Regions from separate parts of the Oryzias latipes genome. Here region 2 is linked to region 1. The links are chromatin contacts, called in public Hi-C maps. All regions are on one chromosome and are shown on one strand. Each heading gives the region's core, a stretch centred on a gene start, on an enhancer-like site or on the middle of the called end of the contact. The rest is flanking DNA. Distances are from core to core; before and after follow the strand shown. Region 1 has its middle 16 kb from the start of itgb8. Region 2 holds the start of snx13 (sorting nexin-13).

Region 1 (2,933 bases), core at 224-2,723:
TGGGTTCCCCTTACCATTTCCTGTGTTTTATGATACATTTTTGCATATTAATGCATGTGTATTTGGTAAAAAGAAGCACAAAGTTTAAAAACTGGGTCAAAGAGTCTTCCTTGAAGCAGAAACTCTGCAGAAAATTGTTTTGGATTCTAGCAAGCAGATGACAGAAGTGGATCACGTGATGCAACACAATTGGAATATATGGGGATCTGAGGGTGGCGTGAATGTTTTGTTAATTTGAATCCACTCTATGTACTGTCCTAAAGTTGGCTGGGGTTTGAAACATGTATTGAGCTCTGGGAAAACAGCAGCTCCAAGAAAGCGCTACACCACCCTTGCGAGTTAGTTAGTTTGTGTGTGTTTGTAAGGGTGGAGGGTGAGTGGGTGTTTATCCGTTTGTGTGTCCTTCCTCCTAGCAGTACATCTTTCACAGATAGGTCATCCTACAATCGCAATTCTTATTTTGTTTGACATCTTTCATAACACTTTTGGGGAAAAAAACAAGCCCTACAACAATGCTTTGATAATTTTCTCTTGGATGCTTCAGCTGTACAGTATCAGAATGAAACTCAGTCCTTTGATGCTTTACACTACATGTGAGGGAGTCAGCTATGTTGACGCAGTCCCTCCTTTTTCCTTCTTCCAGGCTCAGAAACAGACACACAGCTGTTGTGTTGATCTTTGGACTGACGTCCTATGGGAGAAACGGGGAGTTTCCTTCCTGGGTGAACCTCTCTTTTTGTCATTCAGCAAGCTGCTCCCTTGGTTCAGAAAGAAAACAGCAAAACAGGCTTATTCCCCGCAGATAGAATGAGCACATTCACAACCAAAGTCAGGTTACTCTCATTTGAGAATGAAAAGGTCATTCATTTGTGTTATGAGAAAATAAAATAAAAAAAACGATACAGAAAATGTGTCATACTTTATTTGAATCAAAGCAGTAAAGTAGAACTTTTACTGACAAAGTTGTGACTAAACTGCGTCAAATCAGATGAGGTCAGTGTTGTCAAATGGTGACTTTACATAAAAATCCTTTGGGGTTCTTTTGGATTGTTCAGCAGGGCCCTCTTGTGGACATATAGTAAAGAGCAGTCAATGACAGAGGCAACAACACTAAACATTACATGTTTCAATTCTCTTATAGTATTAAAAAGGTTAATAAGATGTCAGATAGAAAACAACACAGGTGCCTCATAGCTTTGGTAACGGGACCATTTTGTATTTGCACAAAAAAACAGTAGTTCTGCATCTGATTTAACTAAAAGTGGCTTTCCACGGCCATTTGTATAGCTTCATGTTAACACAGAGTGTAGGGTGTCTATAGTAGAGCTGAATCAGGTTGGCTCATACTTTGCTTACTGAGTCAGTAAAAGCAAAGGGGGACATGGCCAGACCGACGATTCAACCTACAACTCCTTCCAGAAGACGGAAAAGAGATCCAATTTCACTGTGGCTGGGGGAAAAAGGAGGCCACCGACTGTGCTCTGGGACTCTCACTTACCACTCGAACCGTCATGCATTTGTGCATCTTTGTATGTGTGTGTGGGTGGGTGTGTGTGGTCCCTGCTGTGAAGTGTTTAATAGTTCATAAGAAGTGTGTTTACTTGGCTGAGCTGATGCCAGCTCAGCAGATGCTTCTGAAATGCTGAGAAATACAAGTTAGGAAAAGCAGGAAGCAAACCCAGAGAACGTTAATTTGTGTCTAAACAAAGTCTTACACAAGCAAAACGGACTGTAAAACAGCTTAGAGCTGGAATCATTCTATACTTGTGGGAAAAAAATCGTTTCCACTATTTGCTTTTGATTGCCCTCTCAAAATGTGAAATACATTTTATGAATGAAACCTAAAAAAATAAAACCACGTGCCCAAAGCACTGCCCCTAGCGGCAACAACATGATATAACACTACAGACAGAACCTGCAGATGCATCCTGAAGCTGACTAGTCACAAAATAAAAAGCCAAAAGAAGCACAAAACTCTCAGTAAATCTACACATACAGTGAAAAATGACCATCCATGAAAAAAGGCCCATCTTCATTTGTCATGATTTCCTCTGTCAAGAACAAGCTTTTTTACCAACTGCTGTTTCAGCTCTGCCCAGTAACTTCACCTCCTTTTACTGTCACAACAAATGATGTTACTGATAAATCGAAAGCTAGAAGCATCACAAGAATGAGTCTTTTTGGAGAGAAAAAAAAGAAAAGAAAGAAAGGTGAACAGACCTGTCGTTTTTGTTTTGCTTTTGATGTCTCTGATGTTTATTGATTCTGTCAAGAATCACTCTAATCATCTTTTGAAGTATTGTCAAAGCATTCCTACTGTTCTTTTAATTATGATTATGCTGATTATGCAATTTTCAAAAAACATGTCGTTTTTAAGGACATAGTTTCTCCAGAGCAGCAAGAGTAAAATTTGCCTCTGAGTTGCTGAATCGTGGGACTGCTGGCACGGAGCAACCCCACCCCCCCTTCCCTTTGCGAAGTGGCGCACGGTGGTTGAGGCTAACTCAGCGTGTTTTATATGTCACAAATGAGCTCAAACAAGTTTGTCTGCTTCTGATTAACAACAATTTGAATCAAGAAAAACTTAGAAACACAATTTTTGAGCTAAATCTTTCATTTATGTCCTCATGGTCAGAAAAATTCCTCAAGAACATGTTAGAAACACTAAAAACATGATTTTCAGCAGAGTGAGTCTTTGAGGGTGACATGGGAGGAAACAATCTGGCCAGTTTATTAAACTTTACATGCTATTTATTGAAGGACAACAAGGCTTCACTCCATTCAACAGACATGTCAGCTTTGAAATGCTAACTATGGGATTTTAAATGATGCTTCATTTATTCCACAATGGAGAAATTCTTCTCTGCATTTTGACCCATCCTCTGGGGGGACCGGTGAGCTGCAGGCTGGCCACGCTGGGGGGGCGACGACTG
Region 2 (2,933 bases), core at 231-2,730, 72 kb after region 1:
TTTAAAGGTATAGAGAAAACAGACAAGTCTGTAAGGAATGTAACTGGTGTCAACATCAAAAAGGAGGAAAATTACCATTTGTTTACCTAGGTGTGGGTTGAAATTTAGTCCAAGTATGTTTATTAAATAGGTTTCCTCCTACGTAATTAATTTTTATTGTTTCAAGTATGTTGCCTCTTATAAAAAAAAGGCAATATGTGATGATTCTTTCCTCAAGATTCTCTGTTTTTTATGTATCAAGTTATAGTTTAACCTTTTCAGTGGAAAAAATACACTTAGCTCAGTAAAGGAACCTCAGTACTGGGATTTCATAACTTAGACACAGCAGGATCAAACATTGTCTGATTCTGACCTCTGGTGGTGAAAAAAAATAACTTTCTTAAAAAAACAAAATCAAGCTGGTAGTCCTTTATTTACAACAGGATAATCACAATTCATTATTTCTGTCCAACAAACAGGAAATCTCCTGGCCTTACAAATTTACCTCACAAAGGAAAAGAATTTACTCTGTAACATGCTTTTGGAATGACCGGCCTGTAGTGTCTGTCCCAAAAGATTTATAAAATGTGGACATAAAAAAAATTCAGTCATTCTTAGAAAGGGATAAACAAGTCTTTTAAAGCATTTTAAAGATTCTATTTTGTCTGTATGTATGTAAATATGTATGTACCTATGTAAAAAACATACATATGTATGTACATATGTTTGTACATATGTATGTACGTAGATATGTACAAACATATTCATTTGAGCATGCCTGCATATACGTACATACATAGGTTTGGACCTATGTGTGTCCGTATGTTGGTTTGTATGAATGGATGCAAACACGCATGTTCTAATGTATGTATGTATGTATGTATGTATGTATGTATGTATGTATGTATGTATGTATGTATGTATGTATGTATGTATGTATGTATGTATGTATGTATGTATGTATGCATGCAAGTAATGCATGTACGTACAAATTTACTTATGTATGTATGTATGCATACATGTACATATATATGTTAATACCGACCTATGTTCGTCTGTAAGTATGTATATATGCATGCATGAACGTATGTATGTATTTTTGTATTAATGTATGTAGGTATGCATAGATGCATGCATGCATGAACGTGTCTACATATGTATGTTTGTACTTATGTATCTGCCTTCCTTCGATGTATGTATGTATGTATGTATGTATGTATGTATGTATGTATGTATGTATGTATGTATGTATGTATGTATGTATTGCATTTCTTTGCATATTATTTGTGTTTACTTATTTCAGTAAAGGTCAAGTCATATAATGAACTGCAGCTTGATTTTTGTCTTTTACAAATTAGACAAATTTGAGAATCAAATTCTCCTTCCATGATGCGATACTTGCATGAATAAAAACGTTTTTAGGTCCGTCAGTCTTGATAATCGCTGCCTTTTGCGTCATCGCCTTCCAGCCAATGACACGGCGAATTCCAGAGCCGAGACACCCAAGATGTAAATCTTACAAACATGGCGACGCTCCGGAGAGAGTACGGAGCATTGCAATGAGACTGCTTTCAGCGGAAAGAATTGCCTCAACTTGGCTTGTTACAATGTGGTGGAGTTAGCCAGAGCCACCGCGTGCACAGCCATTAGATCATGTTAGCTGAGGTAAGTTGGCGCGGCTGAGATACAGTCGTGTGTTTTCCACTGGTGATCGAGGCTAGTTAGCTAGAACGCAGCTAGCGCCTGAGTGCTAGCCCCACAGGTAAACAGAGCCTGTCAGGCGAGGGAGAGAACGGAACTAGCCACTGGCGTTCCAGAGAGCCTGTCAGCTAGAAGTGGCGGTCAGTCCCGGATAATACATCTAAGGGGCTTAGATAATACCGGCACTGTGTCAACAGACAGTTCGTTCTGGATTAGCAGGACACTGACTGTGTCGGTAATATCATGTGTTCATATGATGATAAAAGTCTGGCAGTGTCGAGTTTCTGTATTATTACAACACATACAGGTGAGCTGGGCTTTAGAAGCTGCAATGTTAAAGCGTAAAGCCGAGGTGTTGGTCGTATAGGCAGCAGGTTACAATACAACTACTACTAGTAGGACTTTTTCTTAGTTTTCGTCTTGAGAAAAAGTTAGGTTCTCTAAAACGAAGCATAACATATATCTTATTATTCCTTATTCCTAGTTTCATTTCTGCAGTATAAGTAAAATTTTGTTTTTAGCTATTCTTTGTGTGTTTTTTCTTTAAGTCAGCCTTGCATTCACGTTGATTCACCACGTCCATCACGTGACCAATGCTGATTTATCCGCCCGACTTTGTGCAGACAAAACTACTAAATTCCATAGCTTGAAGTAATCATATGACTGCAATAATCAATGTGACAGCTTTACATACATCTTTGAGTTCTGAAAATCATAACATTTTGTCTATTAGGAGGCTTCATTGTGGCATTTTCTATCTTGATAAAGGACGCATATAAAGAAAATTAATATTAAAATTGCATTTCTGAGAAATTATTTTTTCGAATTGTAAATCTGGAGCAGACAAAATAATCTCCCAGGAAAAAGCTTGTAGTATTGATGTAGGTGCTACAGTTGGTGGATCTCAAGCTCGATGCTCCGCTCCATTCTTATACATACAGGCGGACCTTGAAGACGACCAGATCCATGTACATCTTTAGCCTTGTTTCCACTTAGCGGTACGGTACCATAAGGCGTGCTACGATACGGTCCTATTGATTCTGGCGATCGTCTCGACTCAGTTAAGCTTCGCTTCCACTGAGCGGTTTGTTTTCATGGTGAATGCTTGGTGTAGACCGCCACCTGTAATAGCGTCATTGTAGTGTGATGACAATAAAAGCAACAGCAGGAGGTAGGGCTGCACGATATGAGCAAAACTTGCGATGTGCGATATTAGTGATCAATATTGCGATAACGATATAATTTGCGGTATA

Evidence for each region. Hi-C and Micro-C count contacts between places; a contact is called where the count stands out from the background.
Region 2: a contact with region 1 is called in a Hi-C map of fibroblasts, with 1.9 times the contacts expected there. The contact joins the promoter of snx13 here to the enhancer-like site in region 1. A contact is called at or near these places in 3 of 5 Hi-C or Micro-C datasets (embryo, fibroblasts and gastrula embryo).

What each region holds. Positions count from the first base shown.
Region 1 is chr11:9,760,843-9,763,775 of ASM223467v1, forward strand. No RefSeq gene overlaps it. Among protein-coding and RNA genes, the nearest start is that of itgb8, 16 kb to the left of the region's middle. Within about 2 kb of position 1,474, at least 2 of the 8 cell types and tissues checked have an H3K27ac peak or open chromatin away from gene starts, as enhancers often do.
Region 2 is chr11:9,832,585-9,835,517 of ASM223467v1, forward strand. It overlaps snx13 (sorting nexin-13), which reads left to right and starts at 1,481. Exons shown (of 25, transcript XM_023959800.1): 1 at 1,481-1,644. The coding sequence starts at 1,633.